Regions from separate parts of the Gossypium raimondii genome. Here region 1 is linked to region 2. The links are chromatin contacts, called in public Hi-C maps. All regions are on one chromosome and are shown on one strand. The core of a region is the stretch at or near the end of the contact, and the rest is flanking DNA. Distances in the headings are between cores, read along the strand shown.

What was found. Hi-C and Micro-C count contacts between places; a contact is called where the count stands out from the background.
Region 1: a contact with region 2 is called in a Hi-C map of leaf, with 1.6 times the contacts expected there. The contact joins the enhancer-like site here to the promoter of LOC105794160 in region 2.

Annotation. Positions count from the first base shown.
Region 1 is chr3:35,657,444-35,661,369 of ASM2569854v1, reverse strand. No RefSeq gene overlaps it. Among protein-coding and RNA genes, the nearest start is that of LOC105794162, 30 kb to the right of the region's middle. Within about 2 kb of position 2,014, the one cell type or tissue checked has open chromatin away from gene starts, as enhancers often do. A contact at or near this core is called in leaf, where this site is marked.
Region 2 is chr3:35,441,595-35,445,583 of ASM2569854v1, reverse strand. It overlaps LOC105794160 (ACD11 homolog protein), which reads left to right and starts at 1,316. Exons shown (of 4, transcript XM_012623186.2): 1 at 1,316-1,764; 2 at 2,035-2,207; 3 at 2,535-2,680; 4 at 2,852-3,180. The coding sequence starts at 1,525. The coding sequence ends at 2,958. It also overlaps the pseudogene LOC105794159.

The sequences.
Region 1 (3,926 bases), core at 765-3,264, 220 kb before region 2:
AATAAATGAATAAATAAATAAAAAGAAAAACAAAGAGAAAACAGTTAAAATCAACCTTTTAAAATTTCATTTTCTACTTTCCGATTTACTATTGTGCGTAAAAACTTTACAAAGATAAGATCTAGGCCTTTATAGACGGATACAACTACTAATTTTTTTTTCTTTATCTGCCTATATTTACTGCCATTACTGTTAGCATGTTTCTTCGTTGTTGCATTCAATTCTTTGCAAGGGTTTCGAGGCCGACGGTGGTGGCAGAGGCATGCGCGAGGGGGCTGGTAGAACGTGCGGTGCTGGGGCATTGGGTAGAGGTGTGCAGCGCTGAGGCATTGGGCAAAGGCGTGCAACGCCTTAGGGTTTGCTTCTCTGCTGTTTGTTGTGGGCTGCTGTTGGTTTGGGCTAGGGTTATTAATTGGGCTTGGGTTATTGTTTGGGCTAGGGTAACAATTAGGTTAGTTTGTTTAATTTGGTTTGTAACTGGGTTTGGGCTTTCGGGCAAAATGGGTTCTTACAGACAACATCTTTTGATTTCATGTTATGTCTTAGTTTTGTTTATGCTCTCCGGAAGACATTATTTAGTAAATGATAAAAGATATTAAGAGTTGGATTGTATTTTTTTATTAAAAAATTATGTAAATTAGTCATTCTGTTAAAACTTTTATCAATTTTTATGGTTAAAAATTGGTCTCTATACATTAGCATGAAGTACACGTGACATGCCATGTATGACTATTTATTCATTCTATCAATCACGCTAGTTTTTATCAATACAAATGGATGAAATTTTTAATAACATGATCAATTTATTTTTAATCTAACTTATAAAGATTAATTTACTTATTATCTCAATAAAAAGATAAAATAAAATTTAACTTCTAATTTTTATCATAGTAGTTTTACATGGAGCGTATGTTTTTGTGTTTTCTTTTCTATTAAAAACATTTGAGCCACGAAAATCCTTATTTCAATCAAACATGTTGGAAAAATCTGCTTTGAACTCAAATTTTTAAACTTGATTTTAATAATAACAAGAAAATGTGTAAATTTTAAACTTCAATCAGTAAATTGATTTTATAGTTGGTTTATATCTCAAAAAGTCCTTAAAAATATGAAAAATTAATTAAATCTCTATATTAACAAAATGTAAAAAAATCAGTTTATTTTTTAATATTTTTAATTGAATTAGACGAACCAGTCGAACTAGTAAACTAGTGTCCTAATTAATTCAACCACCAACTCAGTTTTGAAAACCTTGTCAGAATATATATTTCATTTCATTCTAGCATATACTAATAGTTGAGTAATGAAATTTTGGTTTGATAAAAATAATAATTTTTAAAAAAATTGGTTCAACCGCGTGATTCCCAAATCAATTGCTCTAATAGCTTTCTCCGAATAGATACCTCTGTCGATTTTGGTCTAACCGGTCCAATCAACCGGTTCAATCTAGTTCAAGCTTTTATTATTTTTTAATAAAATTTATAAGTTTATATCAATTTTAATATTTTTATTCATATTTTTAAAGAATTTTAATATGTTTTAACGAAAATTTAAACATGTTTTATTGATTTTATAAATATTTTAAAATTTATTAGAATTTATTAATTTTATAATATTTATAAATTTATATGAATTTTAATACATATTTTTAATATTTAAGAATTTTATATATTTTATTTTTTCTATATAATTTTTTTTCTTATTTTTAATATTTTTTATGTTGTTTAATGTTTTTATTAGTAAATTATTAGATTAAACAATAAGCTGGCACAGTGAACGCGGTCAATGATGGAAATATTAATGAAAGGGCTTAATTGATTATTTTAATTAACAGTAGAAGCTTAATTGAATGAGAATTTAATACAATATTTTAATTGATTTTTGATTTATTTTTTTACATATAAAGAATTTAATAATAAGAAAACGTAGTATGGATTTTGCGATTTGGGCCAGCATCCAAAATGTGGGACAAGTCCTACGATTTTGGGCTTTAAGATCCATGAGCACATGGCTATTGCTTGGGTTTGAAGTTTAAACATGGGGTTGGTATGTGCATCACCCAAAATGACTTCTCAGCTAACCAATCCATGAAAAATAGTTCTAGAAAAGTGAAAGAGTGGCGTGATATATGTCACATTTATTCAGCATAATCATATTTTTTTATCTTTTAATTGACACATCTAATCTTTAATAAATAATTTATATATATTTAAAAAAAGTGATCGGAACGGAACTAAAATTAATTGACATAACTAAAAAATTATGACCTAATTCAAGTATACAACCAACACAATGTTAGTTGGGGAAATTCTACAATGAGCGTGTTGGTAAAAGAATAAATGAAAGGAAATTATGTCTCATAATTTTTGAATTTTTCGTATTTTTTGTATTCACTCATAATTTAAGGTATTCTTCATATTTTTTAATATATTTCCTCATAATTTTTTATACTCCTTCGTACTCATTTTTGATATTCTCTCATAGCTTTTTGATAGTTTTGTGCTCTATCTACACCCGACAAAATCTAAAATAAAACAAAAGGTACTTAACAACAATAGGGAGCATTTGTTTCACGGCTTTTTTTGTTTTGTTTTGTTTTTCTTTTAATTTTCATGGAAATAGCTTGGCCAATTATTTTTATTATTATTTTGGAATTTCCATTTTGAACAGGTAAATCTTTTAGGAAAAGAGTTAAAACTTAATTTTTATATAAAATAAACTTCTATCAAATTTAATATTATTATATTAAAAGTAAATTTTTAACTTTAATTTTAAGAATATTAAAATATTGATTCCAAATATTATACTTTTTAATTTTATAAACTATACATATTTAATTGTTTATATTTAAAATATAATAAATTGCTCATAAAATTAAAAAATATTACTTTAATAAAGTATTTAATATTACAATCTTATTTCACATTCTAAAACATCACTCTGTAATTATAATTTATTTTTTTATTAAAATATGTGTCGAAACCATTTTTATTTTTTTTAAAAAAACAAAAATTAGTTGTCGATGAAAATTTAGAGTCGCCACCAATCTTTTATTATGGTGTGACTGGATCACCTAAAATGACTTTGGTCTACGAGTTTTTAGAAAAACGGGTTCGAGAGTCAATTACGTTCGAGGAAGGATTAGCACCCTCGTAACACCCAAAAAGTGGTACCAAATTGATTAATTAATGTCTTAACGTCGAGAGTTAAAAATACGATCCTTAATTAAATTATTTATTAAGACTCCCTCATTTTGAAACAGAAAACATCACACCCAATGCGTTAGGGCACGATATTTTATTTCTTCAAGATGAGTTTGTCCAAAAGATTTGTGTGATAAAATTTAAAAGAATATTCCATTGTTTAAGATTTATGACGAAACCGCAGCCCAATACGTTAGGGCACAATTTCTCAACATCTCAAACATTGAATATTTCCTTTATTAATATATATATTTTAAAAATCTTTGTCTCGAGAAATCAATACGTCACATCCAATGCGTTAGGACACAACATATTAAATTCCCAACAACAAGCTTTTTCATTTTATTTTTGATCAAAGAGTAATTCTCGATTGTTAGATTTAACGAAGAAAATTGGAACTCAATATGTTAGGGCTCAATTTTCTTGAAAAATCTTAAATACAAGTATTATCTCTATTTTGAAAATTTTTATTTTTAAATTCGAGTAAAGAGATGATGTGATGTTACATTAAATGTAAAATACAATAATAGATACAACTATGACATAGAAATAAGATAAACAAATAAATAAAATAAATTAATGTACATAATAAAAATAATGACATGCAAAATATCAAATAAATGAACGAAATAAAAACTATGAAAACATAAATCGATAAACAAATGAATGAAATAAACAAAAAATATAAAGAAAAGAAAATGCATAATATGTACATTGGAATTA
Region 2 (3,989 bases), core at 67-2,566:
GTCACCAGAAAGCATGAGGATCAGTGCTACTGCTTTGTTCTGGACTGCAATTTCAGTTGGGAATTATGTGAGTACGTTGCTGGTCTCTTTAGTGCACAAATATAGTGCTAAACCTGACGGATCAAATTGGCTCCCAGATAACAATTTAAACAAGGGGATTATTTTACTGGTTGATCACCGGCTTGCAAGTGGTTAATCTTCTTTATTATATCTGTTGTGCCAAACTCTATACTTATAAGCCCATTCAAACCCCTACCAAAGACGCTGAATCTAAAGAAGCTGCAAGCAAGTTTTGATTATTTTGCATTGTTGAAGTTGGCTTCCATGCAGCACATGCAGCATGAAGAAGCAGAGCAAGCAGCCGGTGCCATGAAGTTGCAGTTGAAGCTTCTGCTACTGTTTTGTTTTGTTACTTCAATCAGTATTTTGTAATTTAGTTTGTCTTGAACTAAGTTGGTAAAATGTTTGATGTAATTAGGTGAAGTTTGAGCTGATAAATCAGCTTTGCAAAATGTACAAGTTATGTTTAACAAGTTTCAATGTAGTTTAGTGGTGTTAGGTAAATGTTTAGGTGACATTTGCTAATTTTTGACCAGCTTATGGATTGATATATGTAATGGCTTTGTACCTTCATTCATCAGTCAATGAAATTATCAGAATTCTTCATCAAATTCTCTCTTAGTTCTTTGCTTTCTCTTGTTCTTCAAGCCCGATTCTGTTTTTGTTTGTACAGCAAGTATCGAGCCTTCAAGCTCAAGAAACTGCTTGTTTCATTCATCTTGCATTCTTAGTTCCACCATGCATTCCCAGGTTCTAGTCCTAGCAATGACCGTATCAAAATAAAAATAAAAATAAAGGTTGAAATTTTAGTAAACTATCTCTTTTTCTTTTTTTAATTATGGTTTACCAAGTCCAATCACTTCTTCTTCTTCTTCTTTTATCTTGGGAGCTCAACACTTGTTAGTCAATCAGATCCTTTAATATATCGATAGACAAGCAACCAAGCAAAAGCAAGACAAACAAGAATACACTCATTCCAGGTTCAAGTCTTATATTTCCTTGCTCTTTAAAATTCAAATTTAGTTTGTATTAATTATGAAAATCGATGGTACAAGGGACGTGATCTGTTAAGTTTTCAACATATCCAATGACGATAATTGCTCAAGGGAGTTACCAGCTGCATTTGGGCCGAATTTTATTGTGACCCATCCATCCCCATCAAACAGACGATTAAGAAAGCAACGAGTAACGACAAGGAAGCAAAAGGACCACAAATGTGTTGGAATTTTCCTTTTCCCATAAAAGTCGAAAACCAAGTGGCGGACCGTGTTTGTAGTGTGACCTCTAAATATCCCCCACAACACTTGTCATGTTTAGACAAGAGAAAGAAAATAAATGAATCCGAGACACGTAAAACACTAGTCCAATTTACCTTTTCTTGATGAAAATTCAAAATGTTGGACGGTTTCAAAGCGAATTGGGAATCCTAAAGAACAAAAATTAAAGATAGTTATGATATAAGCCATGGATGAAGGTGCAGATAATGGTTTTAATCATTCTCAAACCAAGATGTCCGTGACAACTAAAACGCCTCTGTCGGATATAGCGAAGGCGTTTGAGGAGCTGTCGGGATTCTTGGGATCTCAGACTAAGGATCAAAAACTTCGGTTGGATAATTTCTGTGAAGCATGTTCTCTGGTTTCTGTTCTTTTTAGCTGCCTCGGCCTCGCCTTCAAATTCGCCGAGATGGAGTACGTCGCCAAGGTTCATTGCCTTTACATTGCTAGAAACTGGAATCATGTTTCTTTAGGCTGTCAGGATTTGCATTGAGAAACCTTATTATATGTATAATTGATGCCAATCAATCAATGTAAACTTAAATATTGTAGATAGCGTATAGACAGATTTTCTGATGTTGTTAGCATCCATATACAATACAGCATTTCATCAAGGTCTATTTTCTTGTGGTTTGCATTTGTTTTTATACAAATTCTCAATGCCGTGATGTAATGAAATGATTAATGCTTTGATAAGGTACATGATCTTGTGGAAGCATCCAAGACGTATGCCACTTTAGAAAATGTAGTTGATCGTGATGTTGCTAATGACACGGTGAAAAAACCAGGAAGCCATTCACGTAATCTGCGGCGTGTTAGACAGGGTCTTGACCTCATCCGGGCTTTATTTGAAGAATTTCTGTCAACCGAGTATGTCTCGCCCTTCCATCTTTTTTTTTTCTCTTGATTTTAAGAGAAATTTGTAGTATTTACAAGTTGTGTAACGTTTGATATGCCTGTGACCCTTTTTTACTATGGCAAAATTCTAAAAATGACACCTGAAACCGAGATTAGGAGACTAAAGGCAGAGGCTTTAGACCATAATCAACATGGGATTAGCTGAAAATTTTGTTTTCCTCTCTGTTTCCTTGATGAAATACACACTACAATGCACATATGGAATGTAACTCTCCTTTTTCATGTCACCATTTCATGCTTCAACTTCCTTATTATTATTTATTTGGTTTCAAATTGTAGTGATTACTATTTGAAGGATGCAGCTTCAACAGCTTATTCTCAAGTGTGTGCACCATACCACACATGGGCCGTCAGGACTGCGGTTTCTGCTGGAATGTATACTCTTCCAACAAGGGAAGAACTTTTACAGAAGCTCAATGAAACAGGTGAGTTCCTATATGTTGAGGAGAGAGCAACATAGCATATGGAATGGATGCTTAATATCTTTCGCAAAATAACTTTGATCATCGTCATGTATTCTCTTCTTTTCCTTATACTTTTTAATCTATATATATATGTGTGTGTGTGTGTGTGTGTGTGTGTGTGTGTGTGTGCAGATCATACAGCAGAGAAGAAAATGAGAAGGTATATCGAAGCATCGCGCCCAGTAATAGCATACATTGATAAGCTTTATAGTTCTAGGAAGATCGCCTTGGACTGGTGACTAATATTATCAACAGGGCAGAGTGTCAGAGAAGGATATCCATGGATATTTTATTCAACCAGTAACATATACTACTTTATTATAATTAATATATATACATAAATTTTTTCTACAATATGTTATTTTGTTCTAGCTAGTTGCTATTTTGCATCTTAGATTTTGTGCAGCAACAGAACAACAGTCTATGACATATACTATATTATTAATTAGTTTCAATGTTCATTTTGCTTTACATTTTAATTGTGTGTACTCATATAAGAAATCAAAAGAAAACTCAGATATTTTTTCCAGATAAACAACTCCCCATTCCAAATTTTATTAATGAATTAGCTATGTTCAAAGAATTACGGTAGGACCGCACGAAGCACTTAACAGCAACAATAGCAATGTTGATTGCAAAAAAAAAAAAAAAAACTGTTATTTGCCTTTTTAGATTTGTCTCTGCAGGTTTTCTTATGGATATTATTATAAGAAAAAAGCGTAAAGTTTAGGTTTTTTTTTCTAGAGGTAAAGGTCCGCACTCAGGTGTAAGCAGAGGTCTCTGTGCTGAGAGTTTAGGAATTGGTTAAAACATTTGGAAACATCATTTCTCTAAGTTTTAAAGTTAGTTTATTTGTTGACGGGGAAGTTATATAAAGTGACAAGGGGGTTTAGCGAATTAACGTAACTATGTGGCGCAGTATAGGGCAATATAATTTTGAATTAAAAATCCTAACTGTTTGATTCTCATGTAATGGAGCAACCACTATATATGGAAGAGGACTTGAACGCGTTCACCACCTCCTCAAAATTTGCTACCACTATGGAAACCAAACACGACACGAAGGGAAACAACAGAACTTGGCATCCAATATATCGTGTTGTTCAGAAGCGACGATGGGGCAAATGGGTGTCGAAGATCAAAGAGCCTCATAAGCGATGCATTTAGTAGTAGCTTCGTCGAAGAAAATTCAAGAATCATCAAAAGATAACAATGCACCTGGAGTGAAATAGAATTGCCATAATTGATGAATAATGACAGTTGCCAATGA